Regions from separate parts of the Zea mays genome. Here all the other regions are linked to region 3. Evidence: chromatin contacts called from public Hi-C data. All regions are on one chromosome and are shown on one strand. Each heading gives the region's core, a stretch centred on a gene start, on an enhancer-like site or on the middle of the called end of the contact. The rest is flanking DNA. Distances are from core to core; before and after follow the strand shown. Region 1 holds the start of LOC100280262. Region 2 holds the start of LOC103647517 (phosphatidylinositol 4-kinase gamma 7). Region 3 holds the start of LOC100194004 (Dof zinc finger protein DOF1.6). Region 4 holds the start of LOC100277172.

Region 1 (6,553 bases), core at 424-2,923, 170 kb before region 3:
TTGAAATCACACAGCATGATCACAAATAAGTATGTGGCTATGTGCTGTACACAACTTTTATTAGTCTTATAATGTATGCCTTTCAAATAAATAGAACCAACAACTTTTCACCATGTGCAATATATAACTTTTACCAGTCTTATATCCCTGTCCTCCAAATAGCGTGTGCTGAAACCTAGTGTCCTCTGCACATATCCTATCTCTTTATCTCCAGAATCATTTGCTTTCTCGTTCAAAAGGTCTACAAATGCTTTCCCCTTCTCGATTCTTAGCAACCTCACCACTGCAACTGCTTCGGGGACAGATAACATAAATGACTAAACAAGCCCTATAAGTTATATTATCACCAAATTTTTATGAAGAAAACTACATATTAATAGCAAGATTTGAGAACTTTAACTATAAACTTTTACCCGCTCTGTGATGAGAGACGTCCAAATTAATAAATGTATCCTTACTCATCCCTAGGAAGAAAAAATATATATCAAAATATAAAAGTGAGCAAGTAAGGTATAGTTATAAATAGAACACTTTACCTGCTTTTTTAGTAGAAACTGCAGAACCGAGGTTTGGAACTCTATTAATTCCTAAAAAAATCAGAGATTTTGATTGGTAGCTAGAATAAACTGACATTAAGCAGGGTAAACCCTTTTTATCACAGGTAATAATATCCTTTCTGAGAACAGCTGATTTTCCCTTGTTTACTGACAACCCAATAGAAAAACACGTCCTCAAGCACTAAAAAAACATTTCAACAGGCACTGGTGCTCCAGGAGTTAAGAAAACTAAGTTTGCAGCACAAGGTCTTGCTCCAGCAGTCCCAAAAAGACACGCTCTTGACAGTGGGACAAAATACAAGATGTTTCAAATGATACGAGAACAAGGGGTGGACCCAGTAAAGGACATGGGTGTACACATGTACAGCTTCTTTCTTTCTTGTTTTTCTTTTTTTCTTTTTTTTTTTTTTGCAACCCAATCGAAGTCTGTAGGCAAAATACATGCATATATACTTGTAACTAGATTCAGCTTCGGTTACTAATAGTAAGTTAGGGTCTGGGCGCAAAGCTTCGCACAGCAGGGAAGGAAGACCAAGGGAATACCTGCTGGTGCTCGTCGCCGGCGAAGGTGGCGGGTGGCGAGGCAGGACGGCGGCGGCGGCCGGGCCCGTCGTTGGTGAGTGGGGGTTGCGCGCATGCTTAGGGTGATGGAAGAAGACGAGGCAGAGTAGGGTTGCAGCATACAGCTACAAGCGCATTGGGTGCGTAATGACATTTTCAGAGCGAGGGTAGTCTGAGGTTGGAGCAGAATCAAGCAGACGGAGAGGGACTGAGAGGGACTGCAGAGGGCGGGAAGGAGAGAGAAGATCGCCGCGCTGTGCAGACGGAGACCTAACTGTGGAGTTGTGTGCCGGCCGAAGCCAGTCGCGGGGACACCAGGGCTGCAGAGGGCGGACGCCGCGCTAGAGCTGGTCGCGAGGACGCTGGGCCCCAGGTGGTGCTCGACCGAGCGGCGGTCTCCTCTCCGGGTTGCGGCGCGGCGAGCGGAGGGAGGAGAACGTCCGTGAGGGAGACGAGTTCAGGAAGCGGACGGAGCGCCGGAGGGGCGAGGTCGGCCGGGGGGAGAAGGGCCAGAAGGCCGACGCCCTCAGCGGATGAGTGGATCGAGAGTTCGGGACTCGGGAGGAGGAAGAACCGGGTGAGAGAAGAAAGAAAATAAAAGGACCAGGATGACTGATAGACCCACGTGTCAGGTGTGTCGTCCCATGATTAGGACCGTGACCGTCTTATTCTATCCTTTAAAAAAAGGTTAGATTAGATATATATATATATATATATATATTTGATTTAATTTCTTGCCGAAAAATGAGATGTGCGATTAATTTGAACCGACGAGTACGTGAATTCTTGAAGGGTAAGCCTAACACTGTGTCATGCTTCGATGCTCAATCGAGTTGTCGTTGCGGCAGCACGCTGCACATCCACTAATCCACACCAGAGCTAAACAAAAGGATGCCGGTACGGATTAAAGCTAAACAAATAGATTGAGAACTGCTCAGTAGAGTTGACATCACGTCATGTTCCAGCTGACCCGAGTTCGCCAAATGCCTGTGTTGCACCTGCACCGGCCAAGATCGAGTTCAGTCCCGATGGCATTCTCCTCGCAGCGGGACGGTGGCGCCTTTTCGAATCGTTTCCATCAAAATAATTTGAAAGTAAAAGTGAAGAAGCCTTTTTCGATCGTTTTCAGCCCTAGAAGCTAATATTTATGCCTTTTTACCTTTTTTCTCCGTAATACAAAAATGAATCTGGCTTTTATGTGCTTCTCCCAGTAAGTCGTTTTAAAAAAGGTGTATCCTACTTTTTTCCAGAGAAAAACTAGAGTCAAAACCTAAACTGACTCTCCTCCTTTCAAACTTATGCCTCATTCATACAACTTATATAATTATCGAAAGATTCACCACCAGGGTCTTGTCGAAAGATTCACCACCATGGTTACGCATGTGCACGCCGCCTGACAACTCCTGATGGGACGCGTAATACAATAGGGGTGTAGATCAGCCCTCGGGTGCTGACTCCGTCTTGCCTGACGCTGAACTCGCCCTCGGGTACAAACTCCGCCTCGCCCGAGCCCGGTCTCGCCAACCTGCTCCCCCATGAATTCCGTGGGAGGCCATTCCGTCGACTATGGCGCACGTCAGGAAGGCTCGATCATGGCCTCGGGCAGACTTCCACCTCGACCGAGCTCGGCTCTGCCCTTGATATCCACGACGGAAGACATCCCCAACGTCATCAGACACAGTGGGGCTGACACACCTCTTAACCAGCTTTTCCTCATACCTAACCCTGTGTCAACCACTACGGTATGGGCGACCTCTCTCTAGAGGTGAAAGTGCATTCGTCCCTTTTGTGAGTTTTGGTGGTTTGGATGACAACACATTTAAAGGTCTAACAAGTTTGCTAAGTGTTGAACAGGAAATTCAGTACGATGAACATACTTGAATAGTGTATACTGATCAGTGAACAAAGATTCAACAAAAGGTTAAATAACCAATGAGACAATGCAAGTGGATATAATATGGTCTCTATATTGGTTTGAATATATATATATATCGACAAGATCTGGGAAATCACTATATACATATGATCAGAATAGAGGTTGAAGTGATTAAGTGATTAAGAGGATTGGTCAAGCCAGAGTGAATAAGATACGAGGAATCGTGAATTGACTTGACCATATTACTATTAGTCCATATATGCGTCTATGAGAATCATACTAGATCTTGATTGATCTTAGCATTTATATCTACATGACATTCAAGCAAGGTTCACAATATTGAGAAATGATCCTCTCAATAGATGCTCAATATGATGTGACTCAAGAATGGCTTTATAGGGTGAAGATAGCAAGGAAAGGACTTCGATGGACCAGGTGAAGGTGAAGGCCAAGCGACGGCTTATGGACCGAGGTACCATGGATAAGGTGAAGAAGAGAGTACTTGCACTAAGTCGATGAACTAATCAGCTATGAAGAGTTATAATATGTTGATGCATCAATAAGGTGACTTGAAGCCATGATTTGAACTCATGTATGGTGAAATGGTACAAGTCACGGTGTTTGATTTGTGTTTGCTTCAAAAGGTGAGACAAAGATGTTTGTGATCCTTATGAAACAACGCCATGGAGAAACACACATTAGACACCAATCACTCAAGGAGTTTACTTAATTATATTTTATTTAACTTGAGTATAGAAATCGTCGTAATATCAAGGGGGCCCAAAAAGAAGGTTGGTGTTTACCAAAGCTCAAGACTCTATATTCAAAAGCTATTTCGAAAAACTAAAATCCCTTGGACACTCTGTGTATGACTGTTGTTAGGATTGAGAAACGGATAGTGTTCCTGTTGAAAAGTAGATGAACTTTTTCAATTACAGTTGAACTTCACTTCAACTGTGTCTTCAGCTGTAGTTGAGCTTTTTCAACTGCAGTTGAGCTTCACTTCAATTGTGTCTTCAGCTGCAGACTTCAACTGCAGTTGAGCTTTTTCAACTGCAGTTGAACTTCACTTCATATATGTCTTCAGCTACAGTTGAGATTTTTCAGCTGCAGTTGAGCTTTCTCACCTGCAGTTAAACTTCAACTTCAACTGTGAACCTCTCTTACCATACACCAGTTGAACTTGCCTCTGGGCCAGTTGAACTGGGGTTTTCTCTCCTAAACTTTCTGGTCAAGATCAGTTCAACTGGTCTCTGGGACATCTGCCCAGACTGTCCAGTAGTCAGACTAGCAGACAGGCTGACAGGTCTGACGAGGGGCGGTTCAACCGGTTTTGGTCAGTTTGACCAGACTGGACGATAGGCTGACAGTCAGACCAGGGGCGGTTCAATCGGTCCTCCACAGCAAAATGAGCCCAACGGCCAGTTTTGAAGCGCTATCTATATATACTCACTCCTATCCCTCTCTCCACACAAGAGCGCGACTTGAACTCCATTTCTAACCTAAGAAACACCTCCCACTCTCTCTCACACATCTCTTGCCTCTCCCATTTCAAATCTTTGGAGAGAAATCTTTGAGTGAGTTTAAGAGCTATAGTTTTTTGTGCTTCATCTTTAAATCTCTCTTGCTCTTCTCCATTCGAGCTTTGGTACTACATCAAGTTCTTTGTGGAATCATTACTCTTGGAGCTTCTAGCTCCTAGACGACTAGGTGTCTCTTGTGAGTCTCCAAATCTTGTGGAAGACCACAAGAAAGTTTGTATTACCCGCTCGTTTGAGCAAAGATTAGTGTGTGGGCTTAACCTTTGTGGTCGACGAAGGGAGGACAAGGGTTGAAAGAGACCTAGCTCTTTGTGGGCGCCTCAACGAGGAAGTAGTGCACCTTTTGTGGTGTGACCGAACCTCGGGATAAATCTTGTGTCTCTTGTGTTCTTGTTCATTGTGTTTGTTTGTGTTCTTCGTTCTCTCACCATTTCGTGGAAGAATTATTCATATTTTTTTGGTGTGTGAATTTTGAGAAGTGCCCTTCTCAGATCTACTACTTTGAACCCTGTGGATCATTTAGGACATCTCATTTACAAAGTTAATTGGGTGAATTTTGAGATCAATTCAGTTTTATATCTTGTTCTTTAGTTGAGCTCGTGCAAACCAGTTGTACCGGTTTTGATACCGGTTGAACCGGTTTTACCCAGTTTGTTTCTAGTTTTTGTTGGAATTTTTTTGCTTGTCTATTCACCCCCCCTCTAGGCAACTTTCAAGAGGGGCTCGGGAACGTGGCCTAGCCCTCAAATTCGGCCTCAGCTCTCATCGGAAAAACAAGCAGACACAAGTCAACGTCGTACAAGACCATACTGACTACAAGATACACAAGGTGTTCGCTCACAAGTATGTTGTCGACTCCCGTCCTCCAGGAAGCCTTCTTGAGCCTATAAATAGGATAGTCTACGACTTCTCAAGGGGGCAAGGCGAATACATCACAAGTCTGTCCTCCACTCGGTATTAGCACTCGCCTCAATCATCTCCTAGGACTTAGGATCCTTCCCTCTACCGCAGTGCTTGTAAACCCTATTGCGAGCATTTAGTGTGAGTAATATAAGTCTCGTCCCCCTCTGCTGGAAGTAGGGCCTTCCTTAGCCCGAACCAGGATAAACAACTTGTGTCAACTCGCATCACCATCTGGGTCTAGGGCACGCGACGTTATTTTACTAGTCGGTTAGGTCCACGAATACGAAATACCGATAATAATGGCAACATTGGCTAACGAAACCATCTAACCAACTTATCATAAAGCTCCTTCCCAATGCAACCAACTCATCTAAAAGCCCTTTCTTGATGCAAGGTTCCTACATGTGCGGTGCGACTGTTAGTCTGTTGACCAATGCATCAACTAGTCATGCAGTTACAACACCTTCCCTCACTCGTCATCTCCTATAGAGCGTACAGACACCAAGGCTTCGAGTTGGCTCGTTAAGGTAACGAGCTGGCTCGGCTCGTTAAGCAACCGAGCCAAAGAATCAGCTCAGCTCGACTCGTTTGTGAGCTCGAGCTGGTTTGTTTAACTCACGAGCCATGCCAAAAAATAATATACATGTATATATACAACAGTATAATCAATTGCTAGTTAATTTTATAGTAATTTAACACTAGAAAAGAGTAAAAGTCCTCATAATTTTATATATCACATCATTTAAACCCCAAATCAACATAGTTCATCATTCATTAGTTCATCCAATACAAGTATAGACTTTGTTTTGCTGATAAATGCTAGCTCGTTCGAGCTAACGAGATGGCTCGAGCTCGTGTCAAGCTAGCTCGTTAACGAACCGAGTTGAGATGTTATCTCAACTTGTGACAAAATTAAAATGAGTCGAGTCGAACCGAGCCAAGCTAACCACGAGCCACAAGTATTTTGTCCAACCTTAGCCGACAACGTGCATGAGTCCGTGACCGAAAACCCTGGCCGCGCGCGCGACTGCTGTGTGCACGCTAGCCCCAGCTATAGGTGACCGGATGGGCCAGGCTATATGGACCGGCACGAGACACAACCATTTTGGCACGAC
Region 2 (7,214 bases), core at 1,288-3,787, 190 kb after region 3:
CGCCAATCAGGTCGTAGATGCATAAACCACGAAACAGTTGAACCGGATTCACGCTAGCCAAATGTTTATGTTTCTTAGACTTGCCGGTCAATTTCAGTTATGAACAGTTAATTTCAGTAGAAGCTTACACCCCCTCCTCTTTCATATTAAAAAAGTTCAGTCATGAACACAGATGAAGAGCCAAAAGCCTCAGGGCAAATAGGGTTTAGGTCATGGTCTCGCATGGACGAGTCAAGTCATCTGTTGTTTTCTTCCCTCCTGCAGTCCTGCCCGACGATCGCGCGTCAGCAACGGTGACTGGACCGCACCCTGCGCTGACGCCTTCCACGCGCCGCTGCCACGCGGGCCCCGTCGCGGTGTATCACCGTCCGGTGGACTGGCGCCACGTGGAGACCGTCGTAGCGTGGATTCTAGAGCCTTCCGATCCCAAAGCGAAACGAGACGGCGTGATGGCTCGTCTGTTAATTATCACCGTCCGTAGTACTTATTTTTCTTTTGGTCCGAGAATATATGTTTTGCCTGTCTTTCTGCGCTCGGCCCATGAAATTATCAAGGCCTGCTTTTCGGAAAAACACAGCGGTGCTTTTGTTTTTGCGGTAAAGGGCTTGGTTTGGTCTTTGGTGTCGCCTTTCTCGTGGTATGCCCCCTCCATAAATTTAGGGTGTGTTTGAATGCGTTAGTGTTAATAATTATTTGACTAAAAATTAGTAGTAGAATTAGTTTTTTAGTTAATAGAAATATAGTCCAGTCTTAGCCTCAGACGAGGTTACAGTCAACTAGTAGAATTAGCTAGCTAGCTAACTGTATTAGCTAATTTGCTAAAAAGTAGATAATAGTTGAACTAATTTAGATATCTTTAATTAATTTTAGCAGCTAACTATTATCTGTTATTATATGTGTTATATAGGGTTTTGTTTTTTTCGTTTATTTAGTGGCGGCGGTGGGTGAATATTGTATAGTAATGTCAAACGTCCTACGATAAACTCATTCTCTTCGGTATTTAGAACAAAAGAATGAACTAATAATCGAGAATCAATAAAAATCTAACTGAACAAAGGATCAACGATCGAAGGATCATCATATCTAGAAAAAATGGAAGCAAACAGCCATAGCTAGACAAGTGGCCACCAATCGTCATATAGGAAGGACTATGACTACATGGGAATGCATTAACTAACAGCAAAACGAAGCTGGCTAATCTCCTAACTACAACCATATATGCCCACAACATTAGTAGCAATTTAGCGTTTACATATTTTTTTTATTCAACACAAACCAAGCTGTTACCAACTATTTCGGCTCCTAAAAGTATGATGGCATGAGATGCTTTAAATATGACTTCCAGCTCCAGGACTAGATATTCCTTGCTCTCATAGCATGGTTGTTGCTGGTCCGCGAAATTAACTCACCAAGTGTCAGCAAATAAGATTTCTTTTTTTAAAAGAGAAAGGCAAAAGATTTGTCATTCCAATATATTAGAAGAGGTAAAAATAAACTTTACAAACAGACACAGCCCGAAAAACTTAACAATAAAGACCTAGATAGAACACTGACACTTAAAGGAAAAGACCCAACAACCCCCCCCCCCCCCCCCCCCCCGACCGGGACTCCAGCCGCTACAGACAGTCTACACCTCCACCAATGAGCTCCTTCACCACCTGCACTATTTGCTCTGTCGTTCTCTGCAGACCCTTAAAGATTATGTTTTTCTTTCCAGCCATAAACTCCACCAGAAATATATTATGAGGCCATCAAAATTTTTTCTTGATTGCTTACTACAGAGCATCCTCAGTCTAAACCACCACTCGTGTAGTGATCCGGTATTGGAAATACCGTCCAGGAACCGCAAATCAGCCCAAGTCAGGATCATGCTCCATGCTTCCTCGGCGAAGGGGCAATCCTTACAAAGGTGAGCCGCTGTCTCCGGAGACACATTACAAAGCGAACAAATTTGATTGCAAGGCTAACCACGTTTTTGCAGATTGTCTGAAGTTAATATTTTGTTATGCAACAATGTCCAAGCAAAGAAACGATATTTTGGTTCAGTTTTGGCTTTCCAAATGAGATTGATGTGGGTTTTACAGAAGTTCGTTGTGAACTGAATTTTGTAGGCGCTACTTGAACTGTATTCCCCGTCTGCCGACCATCTCCAAAAAATGGTATCATCGAGTTCATTGAGACCTTGCACACTGCTGATTGCTTGCCAAAGTAATACGAATTCTCTCACTTCCTCCTCCCGAGAGAAAGGCGCACAGAACTGCATCCAGAAATTGTTCCTAAGAGCCTTGAAAACCGAGATATTCTTTCTTCTTGCTTTCTTATATAGCTTAGGTGCAATATTCTTTGGAGCATGCCCTTCAATCCAACTAGATCCCCAGTACCAGTAGTGCTGTACTATTTACGAGAGGAAGGTGAAGGCCACAAGTTTGATTTTGGAAATCAAAGAGTACAATCCAAGCTGTACACACACCACGGACACGGAGCATCCCGCGCGCACGCCCACAGCAACCTGAACGGAGCTCCTCAGCCTGGTCGTGCGCACAAAACCGCGGGCGACGTATCAGGAGGCAAGTGGCCATTCTCCTTGTCGTGACTCCTGGAGACAAGAGCACCGTTTCAGAGAAATACAAGCAATCGTAAGGTCCCGAGCGCAAAACTGCGAGGCTATAAGATGGTGGGGAGGGGTGTCGCTAACCGTGGTTATGACATTAACCCGTCTTTGGTCCCGGAGGGAAAAGGACAAATCACTCACACAGAGGGAACAAAAGGGCACAGGAATCGCGACAGCGTGGGAGGCGTACGGCGCACCGCCCGGCCGCCGGATCTGCGCCGGCGACGCGCCCGGACGTCGGATCTACGCCGCCGCAGGAGGAGGGAGGCGGCGCTCTGGCCGTTCCTTGCCCGCGAGCGCCCAGATCCGTCCCGCCGCCGGTGAGTCCCCACGCCACCTCCTCGTCCTGCGAGCTGTGACTGTGAATGTCATTCGACGGGGGCAGCAGCGAGCGGTGCCAGCGCGGGCTCGCTAAATTTGCGGATTTAGCGGGGGGTGCTTGATCGAAATGAGCGCCTGCGCCTGCCGGTGATTTCGTGTTGCTTCCTTCTCCTATCGATTCAGGCCGTAATTCCAGACCACCGGCCGGCGTGGTCTCGAAAATTTCGTCGGTAAATGGTAACCGGTTTCAGCATGTTCACGAGACGTGTTTTGGCTTTCTGATTTCTGGTGTTATTCGATTGGAAATATGTGGGATTTGGGACCGGTATATAATTCATAATCAAGCGTGTAGGATCTATGCATAGCTCGTATGTTACTGCTATTTACTCGGATTTTAATGCTGTTTACTCGTGGATTTGTCGGGTTCAGTCGTCAGGAATTCGTAGATTCAGCTAAAAAAACTTTTGAGTTTGCGTTCATCGGTCCTACTATTTTGCACCAAGTGTTTGAGTTTAATTTTTTTTTAAAAAAAATACCTGCGTGGGGGAATCGATTTATCCCTAGCATTCTGTGGACATAAATCAATTGAAATTTTGGAGTCCTTATTTAGCTTGTCACCATGAATCAATCCTACTTAATTTCTGGCTGCATGCAAAATCTGCCTATCCCTTTATGGACTATGCTATTTATAGTACCTATATTTTCCCTCAGCCATTGGACTCTATTACAAACCAATGTGATTCTGATGAGATTTGGTCCACTTGTACAGAAACATGCGGAAATGATCCCGATCTCCGTTTTCAACTGATTATTTTTCTTTAAGAGAAGGTTATTATTATTACTCCTATTTTGTGAGCAATAAGGCAAGGGTATGTACATGTGTGATGTTATAAATTTCACTCAGGTGCTGTTTGTTTCAACAAGGAGTATGGGAACGGTAATACAACTGGAAATAAAAACGCCTTTTGTTTGGTTCGTCTCTCTGGAGTGCAGCGATCAAATATTTGCCGCTGAGACACATGAAGGGAACCAATAACACTCCTAGGGGAGGGGCAAAAAAGTTCTACCGGGTCGGATCGATTTACGCTGCAACTGATTACGGACTCATCCATCCAAACATAAAATAGCGTTATGCATTTACGCAGGGAATCATTGGCGGTCTAAAAATGTCGAACCAAACAGCTCCTCAATTGGTTCTGCTCTCTGCCTTAGATTGAGATCCAAGTTTACTGACATTTCTAGTTATAGTGTTATTTTTATACTTATTATTTTGCCAAAATATTCAATTTGTTCTTGTCACCAGTGGTTTTGAAATGCAGTCAGAAACTTGCAACACTCGATATAATCTAATACCTATTCTGCTCAACAGTTGCGAATAGGTTTATTGGGCATAGACTTGTGAAACCATTCTGCCTGGCAAAGGGCTGTAATTTGGTCCTTGCAATGGAATGAGCAAAGAAATGATCCAAAGAATATCGTTTATGGAAGTAACTTGATAGGTTCTGTTAGTATGTTACATGCTAGCTAATCCATTTATATCAGACAGCTGTAATCGCTCCACAATTTTTGTATCTCCTAACTTTGTCTAGAATCTTACATTTATCATTGCATCGAAGCTTGTTTTGTACTATATAGTATCTCATTTCTCCTTTTTTCTCCTCCCAGGATATATATATCAATCAATGCCCCTGTGATATCGAGCTTCAGTTGATGCAGTGGTGAAAACATCTTCTCGAAAAACTGCTGGCTGCAAGTTGCAAAAGTTTGTCTTTCCCTTGTTGTGTTGTTGCTTCCTTCTCTGGTGGAGTACACGGGAGAAGTTTGCAGATACAGGCAGCTCCTTTCAAATCTCCTATGTCCAGGGATTTGGACTGTCCTGTTCAGACACAGATGGCTGTGGCAGTCCTGGACCGGAGCTTTAGCAGCGAATATCCTGGAGGTAGCAGAATTGAGGGGAGGCAACTGAGCTGGAAGAGAGTATTTGTCCAAACTGACAATGGTTCTGTCCTTGGCATCGAGCTGGAGAGAGGAGAAAACGTACAAACTGTGAAAAAGAAGCTCCAGATAGCCCTCAATGTGCCCACTGATGAGAGCTCATTGACCTTTGGTGACCTAGTTCTGAATAATGATCTTAGCAGCATTCGCAATGACTCACCCTTGTTTCTCAAAAGGAATCAGATTCACCGGAGCAATTCCACACCTTGCCTCTCACCTACAGGTAAGAATGTTTTGCAAAGAGACCGGAGTGGACCCATTGAAATCCTTGGCTGTTCAAGTCCTTCATCTCGGATGAAGCAGCTTGCTAAGGATGTCATTAAAGCCATAATGAATGATGTTGACCCAGTCGCTGTTAACAGTGGGATGGGTGGTGCCTACTACTTCAAGAACATTTGGGGAGAGCGTGTGGCAATTGTCAAGCCAACTGATGAGGAACCATTTGCTCCAAATAATCCAAAAGGTTTTGTGGGGAAAGCTCTGGGACAGCCGGGCCTGAAAAGGTCTGTACGGGTTGGGGAGACAGGCTTCAGAGAGGTTGCTGCTTACCTCCTCGACTATGGTCACTTTGCAAATGTTCCTCCCACCATGCTGGTCAAGATAACACACACAATCTTCAATGTGAACGACTGTGTTGGCTGCAAAAGTAAAGTGTTCTGCAACAAATCAGAGGCTGTGAGCAAGATTGCATCGCTGCAGGAGTTCATTCCTCATGATTTCGATGCCAGTGACCATGGGACCTCAAGCTTCCCTGTATCTGCAGTGCATAGGATTGGCATCCTTGACATTAGAATCTTCAACACTGACAGGCATGCTGGAAATCTTCTGGTCAAGAAGCTTGGTCCTGGCGCCGACAATTTTGGAGAGCAGACAGAACTCATTCCTATTGACCATGGTCTCTGTCTTCCAGAATGCCTAGAAGACCCATACTTCGAGTGGATCCACTGGCCGCAGGCATCTGTTCCTTTCTCCGAGGAGGAGCTTGAGTACATTGCAAGACTTGATCCTGTAAAAGATGCAGAAATGCTACGCATGGAGCTACCCATGATACGAGACGCATGTCTCAGGGTGCTGGTGCTATCAACAGTATTTCTCAAGGAAGCTGCAGCGTCTGGCCTCTGCCTCTCGGAGATTGGAGACATGATGAGCAGGCAGTTCACTGCGAAGGAGGAGGAACCGAGTCAGCTTGAGCTGCTCTGCATGGAGGCAAGGAAGTGGGTTGAGGAAAGAGAGTCCTTTCTTCCCAACGAAGCCGGAGTTGAAGATGACGATGATGACTTCACCCAGTTCCTTATCGACGGCGAGGATGATTATCCGGATGCCTTGGAACCATCAGCTTTCTGCAAGTTTGGTAGCATGAAGGCAAGTTCTAGGAATCCACTGTCCAAGCTAGATGAGCGTGACGAGGAAGACGGAGACGGGACCGAGGAGGACGACGACGACGACATCTTGACCGGTGCATTGCCTCAGAGGATCTCGTCTATCTCCAAGCTGTCGTCATCCATGAAGGGGCTTGGCTTCATTGGGAAACCCAAGCCCTACCGCACGTGCCTTCGGAAGGGTAAAGCGACAGGCAGAACTAAGTACACCGGCAAAGCCAGCGAGCATCAGTCCGGCAGCAGGAGCGCCAACGAGCTGCTCCCGCCCAGCGCCAGTTTCGTGAAGCTGTCGGACATGAGCCCTAAACAGTGGAGCGCATTCCTCGACAAGTTCCAGGAGCTGCTCCCAGGTGCCCTGAGCGCCCGGAAGCACGCTGCCGGTGTCGTCGGCCAGCGCTCGATGCCGAGGCTGGGCACGTCTTGCCAGTTTTGAGAGTAGCAGAAGAGAAGCCACCGAACCCAAGGTATGACGAACGCGCTTCTGTTCGAGCTCTGGTGTGCAGCAGCCAAGCAGGTACGGAGTATTATATATGCTTGTAGTAGGTGTCTGGAGCCGGTGGTGGTAGAGAGGGTCCGAGAATAAGATCATCCATGGCATGTGAGATGAGGTTGCGGGAGAAGGAAGGGGGTTGTGTGTGTTTGTGCATAGTGTTTCGCATAAGAGGTCCGTTGTTCTTTTTTCTTCTTCTCTGTATATAGTTAAGTACTCCTACTGCTACTGCATCGCAGCACCGGGCACGGGCTGGGATCTCGGCCGTTGTTATCTGAACGATGGTGGTGAGTGTGCTGGCGTCGCCTGCTCTCTGCTCTGTCTTTGCCGCTGTACCATTTTGGAGGCGCTTACCATATTATGAACTTTGAACTATGATATGATGTTCGCTACAGATTATATTGCATAAATATCACAT
Region 3 (7,473 bases), core at 1,675-4,174:
CTCACATGATGCGAGCAATCAATAGCATGGCACAAACAAGCATGAGAACATAACGGATCTAACAAGAATAAAAGGATCACCTTTTTTTAAACAGGACCGCTTAGCAATAAAATCCCAAGAAAAAATATAGAAAGAGTAGAATTACGAAGTGGGGCCCCCTTCCTTTTTTTTAAAGGAAGCGGCAAAAACTTGCCTCTTCAATATATTAGAAGAGAAATAGATAACAGTCTCCAGAAGACCGAGCAAAAGAAAAAACAAAAAGGAGAAAACATACACTAACTCAATCTAACATACATTAAAACTCCCAATTTGATCTTTCATCAATTGTGTAACCTGGATAACAGATCTTTGAAATCTCTGAAAGATTCTGTTATTTCTTTCCAACCATATATTCCACCAGAAATAGATGAGGAGTCCATCGATAATCTTCTTTGACTCCTTGCAGCAACGATTCCTTAATCTCTTCCACCAATCATACAATGGCCCGAGGTTAGAAACGCCACTTAGAAAGGACAGATTGGCCCAAGATAGGATCAGGTCCCAAACCTCTGCAGAAAACGGACAGTCTTTGTCTAAATGATTGAAAATGGATTGGTCGTTGAACCATGAAACAACACTGAATGTCTGGCAACAGTATAGTTAGAGACTCAAACTATAGCACCAGAAGTTTTTTTGTCCAGTGCAGTTCAACACCAGCGATATGATGAAACGATAATACAAAGATGGACTAACCAGTGCTGGATCATCGTGGGTTTATGAAAGATGGTTTACATCTAATCAAATGATTACGAGGTGAAACCCTGCCACACTCTTTGGAAGAGGTGATACAGTCTACGTAAACCTCAGTGTTTGTGTTGCTCACCGTGAGAGTGACTGAGTGAGAGACAATCTTTTGTATCTTCAAACATACTCTCTATCTCACAATCTATCTCAATATCATCACATGTTGTAAATTTCACTCAATAAAAGTGTAAAGCACGTAGCCATATACAAGATATGTTGGGCACGGATTAATAGACTCACGTATGATTGTTAGACTATGTCCTGTAGAGCATGTATATGATCATGTAAAACATTGTTTTGTATTGTATATATAATATTGTTCTTAAAGTATAGTTTAAAATAGAAGGAGATAAAAAAGAGTTGGTGAAGATAGCCCTAGCGCCTGTCGCGGTGAGAGCGAGATCGATCTCTTCATTGGAAACGAGCAAATAACCTGTTGTGGAATTGGGGAAACCACGTGGCAGTCATGGACACGTTTGTGAAGACCGAAGACGCGTCGTGGCTGTCGCTGGCGTGAACCCCGGGGGCCGAGCCCAAGCGGGCGGGACGAATCGCACCCCGACACACATCGCGGCCGCAGTACAGGGCGGCGATTGACGACCTGACCTGACCCGGATCCGTCGCTGACACGGCGCGCAGGACGGCCCGTCGCCGTCGGAATCGCGACGCGTCGCGATCGGAATCAACGCGTTGTCGGCGCCCGCCGCGGCCCGGAATTTCGAAAAGCCCCCGCGACGCCGACGCCCAACCGAACGAATCCGGCCTGGCTTGAGTTCCATCAGCACCACGCTGCGCGGCGAGTGTAGGAGTACGTGCGTGCTAAACATAACTGTAGCATTCAGACAACGTACATTTTCGTACTCGCCTAGTTTAGCGTTTGCACTTTGCGAGAACCAGCGTCACACTACCTACATGCGTGGCCGGCTTTAAGAATATATGCCTCCAACACTTGCAACGACACGATTTCTTCGAAGTTCGCCGTTCCCTGTTCTTGCGATTCTCATGGCCTTAAACTAAGAAAGCACCACAATCAGGTCAAACTGTCAAAGCAAGCACAGATTCATGCAGAGCCCGGCTATCCCATATGTTAGCCTTTTTACTAGAATTGCAGTACAAAGCGGCGATTAAAAACCATCAACACAACTACACAAGTACGCGAGACTATCGGTCTAGACAACAGTAAGCTTAGGAGACTACTACAGCGCCTAGCTTCAAGAGCCCGACGCACTGCGTGCTCTGTTCCTCTCATCTCGTCGACCGTGTGATCATGGTTGATTAGTTAACCATGGGCGCCATGGCGTTGTCACGGGTCACTCACGGCAGATTGAGGAACAGCGCCGGGTCGGTGTCGGCGAACACGCTGGTGCCCCAGCCCCAGTAGGGCGGCCCCAGGTCGCAGCCCGACGGCCACTCGAAGCGGCTCGGGTGCGGCAGCAGCTCCCTAACGCCGCCGCTCCCAGCATCTGGCGCCGGGGACGTGTCCGCGAAAGCGCCGACGGACACCGGAAGCGCGGCCGGCGGCTTCTCCGTGGCGACAGCCGCCGCTGCGTGCTCCGTCGCGCTCGGCTTCTCCGAGGCAGTCACCGTCGCTGCGGACGGTGCCGTGCTCGCGACGTCGGCGGTGGAGGCGTCCGTGCCGGGCGCGGCGGGGTCCGGGGCAGGCGCGACGCGGCGGCGCTTGGAGTTCTTCGACCGCTTCGTGGCCTTGGGCGCGGCGCCGGGCGAGGTTGACGTCGTCGTCGCCGAGGATGATGAGGAGCTGCTGCTGCTGCTGCTCTTGCGCGTGCCGCCCCCGACGGGGACGTTGCGGAGGGACCCGCCCTTGGTCCAGTAGCGGCGGCACGACTTGCACAAGTGGCGCGGCTGCGACGTGTTGTAGTTGTTGTAGTAGCAGAACTTGGTGTCCCGCGACCCGCACCGCGGGCACGGGTCGCCGCCCGGCGCCGGCCTCTCCTCCTCCTTGGCAACCGCCACGGGGTAGCCCTTGGGGCGGCGGAGGTCCACGCCCGCGAACGGCGGCACGGGACGACGCCCTGGCTCCTCCTGCATGCGTGGCGTCGTGTGGGCGAGCAACGCAGGCTGTTCCGAGCAGGGAGCGTTGCGGCGGGCGAATGGTAGATGACGGGCTGTTTCAGTTTCAGCTGCTCGCTAGCGTCGGTGGTCGACTCGCTCTCGAGTTTATGGGCACCGGCGCCGGGTCGGTGGACCAGGCCCGGTCGGTCCGGGTAACTCTCACCGCTTCGCTTATGTTTACCGCCGGGCGGGCCGACGCGTCAGTGGCTCGTGGTCGCGCACGTCGAGCGGTGCGCGGGGATGTGAGGTGGTGTCGAGTGTCGACTGTGGAGTCGGTGAGGGTGGCGCACGCGTCACTCTTCTTGACCGAGGCACACGGCACAGTGGCGACCGGCGGGGAGCGACAGGCAAACAGCAACCGCCGAGAGTTTGTACTGTACGGGGCGGGCGGTGCCGTACCCGTACGCGTCCGTGGCGCGCGCACACGGCGGGGCCAGGTGGCCAGCCCCGAGCCCCCGACCGCGACCCCACTGGTGGCACGGCACCTTGCCCGCGACGGTCTACGTGTGCCGTGCCGAGCCCGCGCGCGGTAGCTGCCTCGTGGACCAACGATCGGTGCACATGCCCCGGTCCCGCCCGTCGGTCGAGTACTGGTGCGGAACTGCGGCTACAGGAAGTTGGGTTTTTAGCGGCCGCGGGACCAGTGGCCTGGGCTGGGTGTTTCTCGCCCCGGGCAGTGGCGCTCTGCGCCGCGCCGTGTCGGCGTCGGCGGCCATTGCCCGCAACAGCGGTCGGCGGGGGATTTCCGCGGTCACGACACCGAACTGGATGAATGGCTATTTGTTCGCCGAGTTTTAGTGCGACGGACCGGAGTACTGGACCGTAGACCGATCGCCTAGGTCCCGAACGGGGGGCGGCCGCGTCTGAGGATCAGTGGCACAGAGGCTGGTGACCAGTGGCAGTGAAGCAGCGTCGTGTGCCGGAGGGCGGAGGAAGGGTGGCCAACGCGCCGACGGCAGTGGGCCCAAGTTAGGCCGGGGTGGTGGAGCGCATGTGACGCGAACGTGAGGATCTGAGGATGATGGTGGCGGGTTTCTGCTTTGTATCACGAATAAAGCAAGCCAAGGCGGACGAGGTCATCGCAGGTACTTTGTCACAACTGCTATTGATTTTTTTTCCCTTAGCTATGATATACTATACTATATCACATACAGTAACATAAACAAATGTTACGACCCTTGTAAGAACAGAATCTGGTGGAACGCAGTATGACCGTATTGTGGAGCCCGTTGACGAGTACACAACATGGAGCTGGACTCGGTTGTTGTGATGAACAAGCGCATACGAGATGAAGGACCTGCTCCTTCTGTTAGGTTAGGTACAGACTACAGACAGATTCAAGAAATGGTTCACCGATTCTCTCTTTTTTCAGAATAAACAGACCTTTTGTTGCTGTAGTTGTTGTTGTTTGAGCAGATGCATGAAGATAGTGATAGAATTGAGACAGGTTGGTGTCATCGAATAGGCCATCCATGTGATGCAATGCAACACACACCGACAATACTGAAAAATGTTCCAGTGGGGGTTTCAGATGGAGGTATTTGTTGCAGGCATCCGTGATGGTTGTTCGTGAAATGCACTGCAACCCGCGCCTGTGTCTTGAGTTTTGACCCACCACGCTAACCTGAATCCCAATAACCGCCCGCTGCTTAAAAGTAGACAAGCTGCCCGTGGGAGCCGTCATTCCTGAAGCGCCACGCAACCGAACCGATGCAGCAGGACGCCCTTGGATTCAAACCACCGGTCTCAACAGCACACGTGCAGTCCGTTGTCCGTGCCCAGCATCGGAGTACTCGTGGTTGCACGGCTCACTCGTACCATGAACAATGATAGTTGGCGTACCTGCTTCTGAACGCGGCCAACTCGAGATCGTCTCGTTGTGCCGCCGGCGTGCGAGTTCGATCCGTCACGCACAGACTGTCACATAAACCGTTGGTCAAACAGGCACACGACACGACACGACTGTCAGTTTCCCTGAGACCGACGGCGGTGCAATTACAGTCCCAGCATAGCGTATACATAGAAATAACGGAACAACTTGACTGGCCGGTGCCGTGCCTGGGAGAGCTGCTGGACATCATAATCATATCTTACAGGTTGCTAGTATACAGGTCTAAAACGCGGAGAGACCTGTTCAAGGAGGGGAAGAAGCTTCTCAGATGAATGGAAGCCTGTGTACAAGAAGAGCGGCTTCACAATCCGCAATGGGAAGCTCCACGGTTCGTTCCTCTACGTAAAAACAATGGGCTAGACAGGGGATGGCGGCGGGAGCGATCAAATCAAAAAGAATACAGCCGGGGTCTCAGCCCATCACCGAGCACGCGATGTGCAACCAATCCAAGAGAGAGCCTCCCGTCGGGCTGGGAGAAAAAAAAAAGAATGATCAATCCGTCTGTCGTCTGGGAACGAGGCGGAGTGAGAGAGGCCCATCATCAGCTGTTGTCCCGTTTATGCCGTTTCGTCGCGTGGGGGAGGAGACCGTCAGCGCTAGCTCCCAACGTTGTCACGTGATGGCCGCCTAGTTCGTTACTAGATGCTGGATCGGCTGGTGGTTCCTGCGCGGAATCCAAGTCCCCGTTTCAGTTTTGCTGGAATACTGTCTTTTTATATACGAGCATGAACATCCATCCGTTCATATGGTTCGGGTACTTTACCTTGGAGTTGGAGGATACACCACCAGCAGATGCAGATCTCTTGCCAGCACGCTTTCCCAGGTTGATCTGCACAGAGATGCTGGTTTGGGACAGATCCACACCTGAGCTCTGAAGGGCGTGAGACAACGAGATAAGTAACCTGTTACAAATAAAACAAAACATGTGTCAACATACATTTATCTTCAGCGAAGACAAACAAGTCTTTCGTTGCCCGTGCCTAAACACAGAGTGCTTTCTGAGCACTATATTGTGAAAGAACCTAGGTACAGACGAAATAGCAAGATATTTCAGGTGGGAAAACCTAATGCTGGGCACACTCAAAGGGAAAAAAAAGACTTTACAGTAAGAACGAATACTATGGGGTCTATAGATTAAGGCCAAAAACAGTTGGGGATACCAAAAAAAAAAACCTTTATGGTTATGGACCTATGTTGTTTAAAAAAAAGTAGAACCCTTTATGGTTATAGAACTATGTTGTTTAGGACAAGATCTAGTAAAATATTATAAACAACAAACATCAGTAACTTTTAAATTACTTCGTTTGAAAATATACAAGTTATACATGTAAAATTGCATAGAAAAATACTATGCAAAATATCATAAAGTTGAAGGATTCTAAAAATATGGTGCATAAGAAATTATGGTCAGATACATGCACCAGCGACTATGCATAATCAAATGTAGCAAGCATTTTTTAACGGAGTGGGCAACAAATAACTTATATTCTTTGTGACTTACTCTTGGGAATAGGTACTGGACACACTGATCATTCCTTCATCTATTGCCAACTCCTGGCTGTTAAGCATTTCACTTTTCACTGCAGAGTCATCCACAGGGGACGGACCTGTCCATTGAGGTTGGGACTGAGATATAGCATTATCTACATGTAAAGAAGAGTCATAAGTAACCAGTGCTGCTTCTAGTCTCAGAAAGTACTTCTGAGAATAATGCAAAATCATATGTGAACCATCGATCATACTTGTAATATTCGCCGGAGTTTCTGATGATCTGTAGCAGCCGCTAGCCACGTGATTAGTTTCTGCCTGGTCCAGTGCCCCTGATGCAGCTGCAGATGTGTGATTATCATCGAGTTTCCCAGTGAAATTAGATCCAGGGGAGGATCCATTTCTCACGAAATGTGAAGGGTCAGGCGGGGAATCTCCTGGGATTTGGCCTTTACTCTGCAGCACAAGAATAACAAGCATGCCTAAGATGATGGTTCAAAACTATTGACACAGCATTATCGACCCGGCAAGGCAAATGCATTTTTTAGCAACAAACACTTGCCTGTGCATTTTTCCAGAATGATCGAAAATACATATTTGACTGCAAGAATGTAAAACTACATTCAGACACAGACAATCATGAATTGACTGTTCCTTTCCTAACGGCAGTAGCAAGCATTGCAGCTTTCGATAAAGAAGCAATTACCCACGGAAGCATCGTTGGATTTTCTTGGTTCCATTCTGGGAATGTTGCCTCGTATTTTTGCGCTTTCTCTTGCAAAAAACGTATATATTCAATAACCTGCAGTAGAAAGAATGGCACGAAGGGATCATGTATTAGTCAACTGAGAAAGAATACTTTGACGAAACAGGAAAACCTGTTGAAACCTTACCTCCAAGAGAAATGTTGCTTTGTCTCTCTTTTGATCATTGTGTGGCAACAGCTCCCTAAGTATCTGAAACCTGTAGAATGATGTGGAGCAAAATAGAAACATAATCCATACAAGGGCCAAAACTTATTTGCGAGCTTATAACTGGTCACAAAATTACTGCATCAAAGCACCTATCATTGATCTTGCTGCGTCTGCGCTGCTCTGTGGCCGAGTGTTTTGACCGTGGTGTGTTTGGCCCCTGATTTGTACCGCCATCGCTGCAGCTCCCACCCTTCCAATCCACCCTTACTGCCAAATCTGCTGATGCAAACACTGGTTATCAGTATAAAATATTGCAGAAAACAA
Region 4 (7,308 bases), core at 258-2,757, 230 kb before region 3:
GGAGGAGTTTGGATCACGGTGGAGGAGTGTAGTGTAGTATGAATGTATGATGCAGAGTCTGAGATGATGTTGAGCAGCGCCGAGATAGACGAGGTGGCAACGGTTGTCTGCTGAAGGTGATTATTTTGCTCGGGGAGAACCGGAGAAAGCGACCACGGCGACGGGCATGGCAATGGGCGACTGGAGCCAAACGATGATGGTGATTGTGTATATATAGGTGTAAAAAAGACGCTCAGAGACTAAAACGCCAGCCTCACCTGCAGGTAAAGAAAGCAGTGAAAACAGACGAGACGATATCAGCAAAAGGTTTTGATAACAGAGAAGATACACAGGTTTATCTTGCATGCACCACGCGTAACACGCATCGGCAAAGAAAACTCCGGCAGAGGCTGGAGAAGGGTCCAATTCCAATCCAGTCCAGTGAGGCAGGAGGACGCGAGAGAACTTCAGGCGGTTTCAGAGCCGGGACGCGATCAGGCCATCGGCGGCGGTGCCATCTGCAACGAGTAGCTGGCTGGCTTCCCTGTCTGGCCCGGCGACGCCGACGCCGACGCCGACGCAGGCGGCAGTGTGGACTGGCAACCGACGGACACGACACGGTGTGTTCGGCGATGGCATGTCTCCGCTGTCGCTGCCCCCCGCTTGCGATCTCGCCCGGACCCCGGTTGGGTTCACGTCCCCTTTTCAGCCTCACGCGCTGATACGCATCACATGCTGCCACCGATGTGATATGCTGCAGCTGGTCGCGATGTGGCAAAGTTATATCTCACGTTTTCCCGGTGACACTAGAGCACGGAGATACTGCGGGATACGAGCTCGTCTAGTTGAGTAGTTGTCCAAGTGTACCCAAAAGCTGAAAAGCATAATAAGCCTACCACCCATGCGAGGCCTTCATTTGGCAATTTGGGTAGGTTTTGAAATCCTTGATCTTATGTAGACCTAGTGTACTACGTCATCATGTGGATTGGATCAATACTAGAGTAACCAAACAAAACCGCAAGGACATTAGTCATCAAAACTTTAACCTTTAGATCTAGTAGCTATTTAGTTATGTTTTTTAATACTTTCCTATTCTATTATATACGTAATTTTAAATTTTTCTGATAATCAAAGAGCCTTATGTTTGATCAAATTTCATGTAAAGAAATAGTAACATTTATGGTACCAAATAAATATAATATTTATTTTTTCATTAGTTATATGTTTATACTACATTTATTTAGTATCATAAATTTCCAGACGTAGTTTTGTTAAGAGCGATAGCAATAGTAAACATCCACTTTTAAGAATTGAAATAGAAATATAAAAATTTGAGCGAGTATTTCTGTTAAAAAAGTTAAAAGTAAAATTGCGAAGAACGGAAAGGAAGAAACCCAGGTACACAAACCGAGCCACTAAAACGGGCCGAGATCCCATGGAGCATACAAGGGCCAACATCTTAGCCCATTTGATTGACTCCAAAAGTAAAAAAAAAACAATTCACACAGTTTTGTATCCATTTTCTATTTTTCTCCTCTCGAGTAGCGTGGCGGGCGTGGACGCGGCGGCGATGCTGCGGTCGGCGCTGCGGCGGGGAGGGGCGTCCGCGAGGCAGGTCGCGTTGGCGGGAGAAGCCTCGCCGAGAGACCTCCTCCGGATGCGCGTGGCGGAGCGGGAGCGCGCGAGGCGGCGGCGTCGCGACCCGGGCCGCGACGAGTTCTTCGTGCCCACGCCAGAGTCGCTGGCGTGGCTCGACTCGGTCTCCCTCCCCATGGTGCTCACCGCCGCCGCCGTGGCCCTCTTCACCAAGCTCCTCATGATGGTACTGCTCCGTGCCCTCCTAGGCCTTGTAGCTGTAGCTGGCTTCTCCTAGGGTTGTTTTCTGTTGCAATTGCAAGTACTGTGTATTTCCTTGAATACCCGAACATTATGCGAATCTTTTGTTGAGTCAATGCTATGGCGCGTAGTGTAGAATCTTCATATTGCTAGATTTGGACATGTAGACATGTAACCTGTAGGAATTTGAAGGTGGTTGTGACAAGTGTTCTCAGATGAGAGAAGTGCGGATTTATTATCTAGTTGTCTATTTGCTTCATAAGTGTATACAGTGTTTTCTTCATGGGCCTGGGTAGATTTGTGTTATCCTAATTGGACTTTTTACTATTGGATCTGTTTGATATTACATTCAGTCAACCTTTCTTTCCTTTCATACGGATGAATTCTACAATGTTCGTTCAGCTTCACATTTTTTGCCAGCTGCCTGTAGGGGTGGTAATGAGCTCTAAATTTTACACTATAAAATTTAAGGATCGAATCAGATTAGGATCAGACTCTATTTCTATTCATTTTTGAACTAAAATCAATTAAAGACTCAAACAAATTGTGAAGAAAATATTTGTTTCACAATCCGTTATCACCCCCTAGGTGCCTAATGTTTCGTGGCGATTTGTGTACACCCTTCTGGTTAACTAAATCATCAAGATTCTAGAATATTGTTTTAAGGTTAATTTTGAACTACTGGCAACTGTATAGTCTATATGGCTACGAAAGAAAACATTTAAATTGAATAGTGTTCTTTTTTATGTTTGTTAGGATATCAAAATAATGTTATGAATCTTATTTTCTGTTTCTGTGGGAAGGAACATGAAGCTACAGATCAAGAAAGGAGAGAGCGCAAGATAAAGAATAGCCACCCTGATCAAGGAACAGTAAGGATGCTATCTCGTGAAGAATGGGAGGAGGTCCAAGAAGTCAGGCCAAGGACCCCTTTTGAATCAAAGTTAGCTCGTCCACATGCCCGGATAAGAACGGGGGAGCCAGTGCGACTGGTTAGTAGATGTTTCTTGTGGTTAGTTTCTAAAATGAAGTTTTGCATGGTACTCTTTGATGGTTTATGGTACTGTCACCTCTGATGTGTTCTATTATTTTTATTCACCACTAATCCCAATGCTTAAATTATATGGCTTGTATGTTCTGTTATTCAACAGCTTGTTGCTCTAGTACTTCCCACATCTGGATTTAGATATTTCATTCATGGGATCCTCATGCAATCAAGCTATTGTCTTGGAGAACCTCTTACCCTTTACCTGTAGGAGGATGTTTTACTACTGATATCCGTATCCTTTACCTGTAGGAGGATGTCAAGGATTGGGCTACTGATGTAATCGCAGATTCTTTTACCAGAGCAGAAGAAGCTACCAAGAAAAAATGATTTAGAAGAATCTAAAACACCCGGTGTATCTGCTTTATCGTTTCTCTGAATCTAAAACACCCAGTTGTAACCGAGTTCTTTTACAGATCCATGACCATATGGGTATTACGGCCACTATGGTATTCTGAGAGTGAAGCCCTGAGTCCCTTGGTCTATGTTTCGGTGCACCATGGTAAACAACTGCTTCACCCGGGCCTCTTGGAGAAAGAGCGATATAATAAAGAATACTAGGTGAATTGACACGGTGAAATTTCTCTTAAAATTTGCGCCATGTATTGGTATAAGGTTAATCGTACCACTATTTTGTTCTTGTTTATATACGTGATACTTGTATACAACGACTGTACTTACATGGTTAGGATCTTCTCAAAACTAAAATTTATTTTCCATAAAAAATTAAGTGCAGCTGTGAGGCTAGAATCAAAGAACTCATACATCTTAGTTGGGAGGCCTCAAGTCCTAGTGGACCAAAGGCCCAACCATTTGAATTATCAGACTTTGGAGATCTATAGGGCGGTAGGGGGCCTGGACAACTAAGAAAATATATGTGTCCTACCGTTAGAAGTGCTCGAGGGTCCGAACGGACTTGTTTATTCTCAAAGATGGTGGTGGTCGAAAAAAACTTGAAGTGCGGAAGTGTCCCTAAGCCTAGAGCACCAACCAAAGCCCTCTACTCCTTCTGTTGTACTATTAGTTTTCGTTTTGTACAAGATTTGAGTTAAATTTATAAAATTTTAACTTAAAATAACCATTTTATTATTAAGTTTTGAAACCTAATGTATATATATGCTATGATTTGTCTTGGCATGTACTTTTATAAAAATATAAATGTATTAATAGTTTATTTGTATTTTAAAAAACATTGGTTAAAGCTATATTTTGGAGACTGAGTCGTTGTCCTAAACGACAACTAATAGGACACTAGAGGGAGTAGGTTTAGGGTATATTTGGTTTGTTGTCTAACTTATCATACTTTGTCTAACTTTTCTGTATAAGTTTAATTCTTCAATTTGGATGACTAATTACTAAGTGGGGCTCTAGACGGTGGGGCTCCACTTTTGTGGGAGCCAAGGTCGGTCATTGGGGCCTTGGGGCCCGTGACTCCGTGAGTGTGGATCCCGCGATAGCTGATTCCACCATTTATGATAGGTAGATGAAGAAATGATATCTTGATAAGAAGCCATGTCGATGTACATGAGAACGGGAACCAAGACGTAAAGAAATATGACTTTAAAAAATATGATAGGTAGATAAGTGAGAGAGAAGATATATGATTTTATAAAAGATCATTCTATAGAAACTATCTATTAGAACCATAATTTTTATATGTAGTATCTAGATAAATTAAATAGATATAGTAACAACACGTGGTTTCTAGCATTAGAACTCCCCTTAATAAACAGTTTGCGAAATAATCATGACTTCACGTGGTTCCATAAGTGAAGTATAAAAATCAATTACTATAGGTGGTCTGTTTTGGGTCTTAAAATTGTCCATCTCAAGAAGCTATATATAGCCTGCTTGTGGCTACGTTCAGACGGGATGGCTACTAAACAAGTGTAGAAACACGATAACGGTAATCCAAGAGGAAATACATTGCTCAAATCAGCAGAACGGAACAATATACAAACTGTCATTACATTAGGGAAACTGAACGTTCGATCCCAGAATTATAGAAAAACAGGATAAAGGAGTCCGGACTCCTAGAGTGTGCACCCTCTCACATGCATGAGATGAGACACAACCTTTGTGCACTGTATTCTTAAACACTTCAGACTCAACAAAACATGAACCCCTTAATTATGGCCACAAACCTTCGATCAAATTATACTAAACGGAAAAGTACCAACACCGTACGTCCCATAGAAGATCGAGCTATGCTAGCTCTTGTTATTTCGTTTATGGAATTACTGCTCCGGTACGTACGGTGGGAGCACCCCTTTGAAGAAGGAATCCAGTAATACTAGTGCTCTCTCGGGCTGGGAGGATGGAACCATATGACCGGCTCCTCTCACGGAGGCAAATGTGAATCCTCCCTTGTATTGTTGGACATACCCTCCAACCTGCAAGCACACAATCATACGAAATCATGAGCCAAGCAAGCGTATTACGAACTTGTATATATGTAAGGCTTTATTCCAAAAACGAGCAGCATATAAGAGTTTCATAGAGAATAAGACATCCAGTAAGAGTGGATATTTTTATATCTCACTAGTCCATCAATAATCCGTGCTCCCGCGTAAAGCTTAATACCTAAAACTAATGGAAACTACTTATATTAATTGGTATGCTTCGTTCCTTTGACATTTTTAGACGCAATCACGCAGTACATATATAGTTATACCGCCTAAAGCCAGTAGTCATCAGTCAAGATTAGGTGTTTCTCTGTATTAGGCTAAACAAGACCCGAGGGTATCAAGAAACTAATACAATTTGTATAAGTAGACGATGGTGGTATACATATCACTTTGGCATGTATAGAACTTAGCTTACCTCCATGTTTACTGTCCACGGACGCCATGGGGTTGTGATGCGAAGTTTAAGATCGTTGATGGAAAGCCTCGTGGCGGGAAGCGGGCACACCGAATCAAAATCGCCGCTGAAATATTTTTGTTTTCATAATAATGGCATTATTTTCATTTGTATGATAGTACATATTACTAGATATGTGCTTTTTGGATAACTTGCATTTGTTGCCACTAAATATAATTACCTAAAAATCCAGACCGGTAACTTCTTCTCAATCAGCCATGCGAGTGTCGGCACCATGGAGATCGGTGCATCTGTCCAGTTCAGGTTCCTGCAAAGGCATGCCGCAGGAAATTAGGTAGCATATTAATGCAACATTAGCCCTGATGGATGGGTCCAATATAATCAGGATCAGGATAAAGATCTTACGCGCATCCTGACCAACTTGTCATCCTAGCGTGGAAAGCGTTCTGCACTGCTGGGTCGTTGAGGTAGGAATACGTGTAGTAATCGCTGCATGGATCATATCCAGGTAGCTGCAATATGTATGTAAAAAGAAAGAAAGAAAAACAAAAACGTAGGGTCGTTAATGATTTAGCAGAACCAATAAATATATGAAGTGAAACGTACATTCAGAATCGTTAATAAGTGCCTTACGTAGCCAGTGGGGTAGTATGCTCCGTTGGCCGCGTCAACACAGATTGGAGCGTATATGTTGTAAGGATCGATCTGTCCAGGATCTATCACATCCACAGCGCCATTGCATGCCGCACCATCTGAATTGTCATAGTTGCAGTGCCTGGTTATGTTGTCAAAGACCTCGTCTGACATCAACCCATGGCTCCAGTAGTAGTCAACTGCTCCCTTGAAGTTCATATTCCAATCCAGAAGTGGATTTCCAACCTTAATTATGCATGGACAGTTTAGTTAGTGTATTGTAAAGTTAATTATAGTCTGCATGCATGAACATGTCAGGTGGTGGTAGTATAGGTGGTACCAAGATTCCCCGTAGGTTTATGGCCGTCTTGCTGTTGTAGGAATTCTGGATCAGGACGGTGGCAGCAAGTTGGGGTATATAGTGTCCGGCGTAGCTCTCCCCGGAGATGTAGAAGGGACGGCTCTTGTACTCGGGGAAACGCTCCAGCCAGTTAACCAAAAACAAATACGCGTCGTCAGCTGTCCTCTGGTCTCCACTGAGGTCGTAGTCGGAGGTCGTGTTGGAGTAGGAGAATCCGACACCCGCCGGCGATTCCAGGAAGATCACATTGGCCACTGTGCCATTTTTTTTTAATCCAGGCCCATTAGAGTTTCATATATGATTATTATCTTATCTATCTATACTGCGAATTGGCAATAATGACTACTGTCGACGGACTTATATTAATTAAACGAAAGAGAGAATGCATACGATTGTTCCAGGCATTCGTGTTTCTACTCAGCGTTTTGTTGTCGCTGTTCACACGGAACGGACCCAGTTCTTGCATTGCTCCGTAGCCAAACGACGAGCATCCGGGCCCTGTAGTGTGTGTGGACGGTTAATATTATTATGCATTAACATGCAGAAAAACAATTCAGAGAACTAGAGAAGAGATATGTATATATACCTCCGTTAAGCCACAGGAGGAGCGGCTTTGTCGAGGCGTCCTGTG

The links. A called contact is a pair of places that touch in the nucleus more often than the background predicts.
Region 1: a contact with region 3 is called in a Hi-C map of bundle sheath, with 3 times the contacts expected there. The contact joins the promoter of LOC100280262 here to the promoter of LOC100194004 in region 3. A contact is called at or near these places in 4 of 25 Hi-C or Micro-C datasets (bundle sheath, ear, leaf and 1 more).
Region 2: a contact with region 3 is called in a Hi-C map of bundle sheath, with 2.9 times the contacts expected there. The contact joins the promoter of LOC103647517 here to the promoter of LOC100194004 in region 3. A contact is called at or near these places in 9 of 25 Hi-C or Micro-C datasets (bundle sheath, ear, endosperm and 2 more).
Region 4: a contact with region 3 is called in a Hi-C map of tassel, with 2.6 times the contacts expected there. The contact joins the promoter of LOC100277172 here to the promoter of LOC100194004 in region 3. A contact is called at or near these places in 3 of 25 Hi-C or Micro-C datasets (bundle sheath, ear and tassel).

The regions. Positions count from the first base shown.
Region 1 is chr2:193,959,782-193,966,334 of Zm-B73-REFERENCE-NAM-5.0, reverse strand. LOC100280262 reads right to left here and starts at 1,673. Exons shown (of 18, transcript NM_001153190.1): 1 at 1,101-1,673; 2 at 537-587; 3 at 414-464; 4 at 135-289. The coding sequence starts at 1,272.
Region 2 is chr2:193,602,067-193,609,280 of Zm-B73-REFERENCE-NAM-5.0, reverse strand. LOC103647517 (phosphatidylinositol 4-kinase gamma 7) reads left to right here and starts at 2,537. Exons shown (of 2, transcript XM_008672045.3): 1 at 2,537-2,931; 2 at 4,598-7,214. The coding sequence starts at 4,787. The coding sequence ends at 6,739.
Region 3 is chr2:193,790,494-193,797,966 of Zm-B73-REFERENCE-NAM-5.0, reverse strand. LOC100194004 (Dof zinc finger protein DOF1.6) reads right to left here and starts at 2,924. Exons shown (of 1, transcript NM_001139068.2): 1 at 1,820-2,924. The coding sequence starts at 2,832. The coding sequence ends at 2,098. It overlaps LOC109944054 (a long non-coding RNA gene), which reads left to right and starts at 3,379. Exons shown (of 2, transcript XR_002267318.3): 1 at 3,379-3,941; 2 at 4,047-5,233. LOC100273866 reads right to left here. Exons shown (of 11, transcript NM_001360477.1): 5 at 7,299-7,425; 6 at 7,129-7,198; 7 at 6,942-7,037; 8 at 6,490-6,691; 9 at 6,249-6,390; 10 at 5,511-5,649; 11 at 4,874-5,411. The coding sequence ends at 5,289.
Region 4 is chr2:194,017,961-194,025,268 of Zm-B73-REFERENCE-NAM-5.0, reverse strand. It overlaps LOC100277172, which reads left to right and starts at 1,507. Exons shown (of 3, transcript NM_001150818.1): 1 at 1,507-1,801; 2 at 2,619-2,807; 3 at 3,113-3,437. The coding sequence starts at 1,550. The coding sequence ends at 3,190. LOC103647521 (serine carboxypeptidase 1) reads right to left here. Exons shown (of 8, transcript XM_008672048.2): 1 at 7,264-7,308; 2 at 7,068-7,175; 3 at 6,657-6,931; 4 at 6,317-6,562; 5 at 6,089-6,195; 6 at 5,904-5,990; 7 at 5,684-5,789; 8 at 5,098-5,253. The coding sequence ends at 5,098.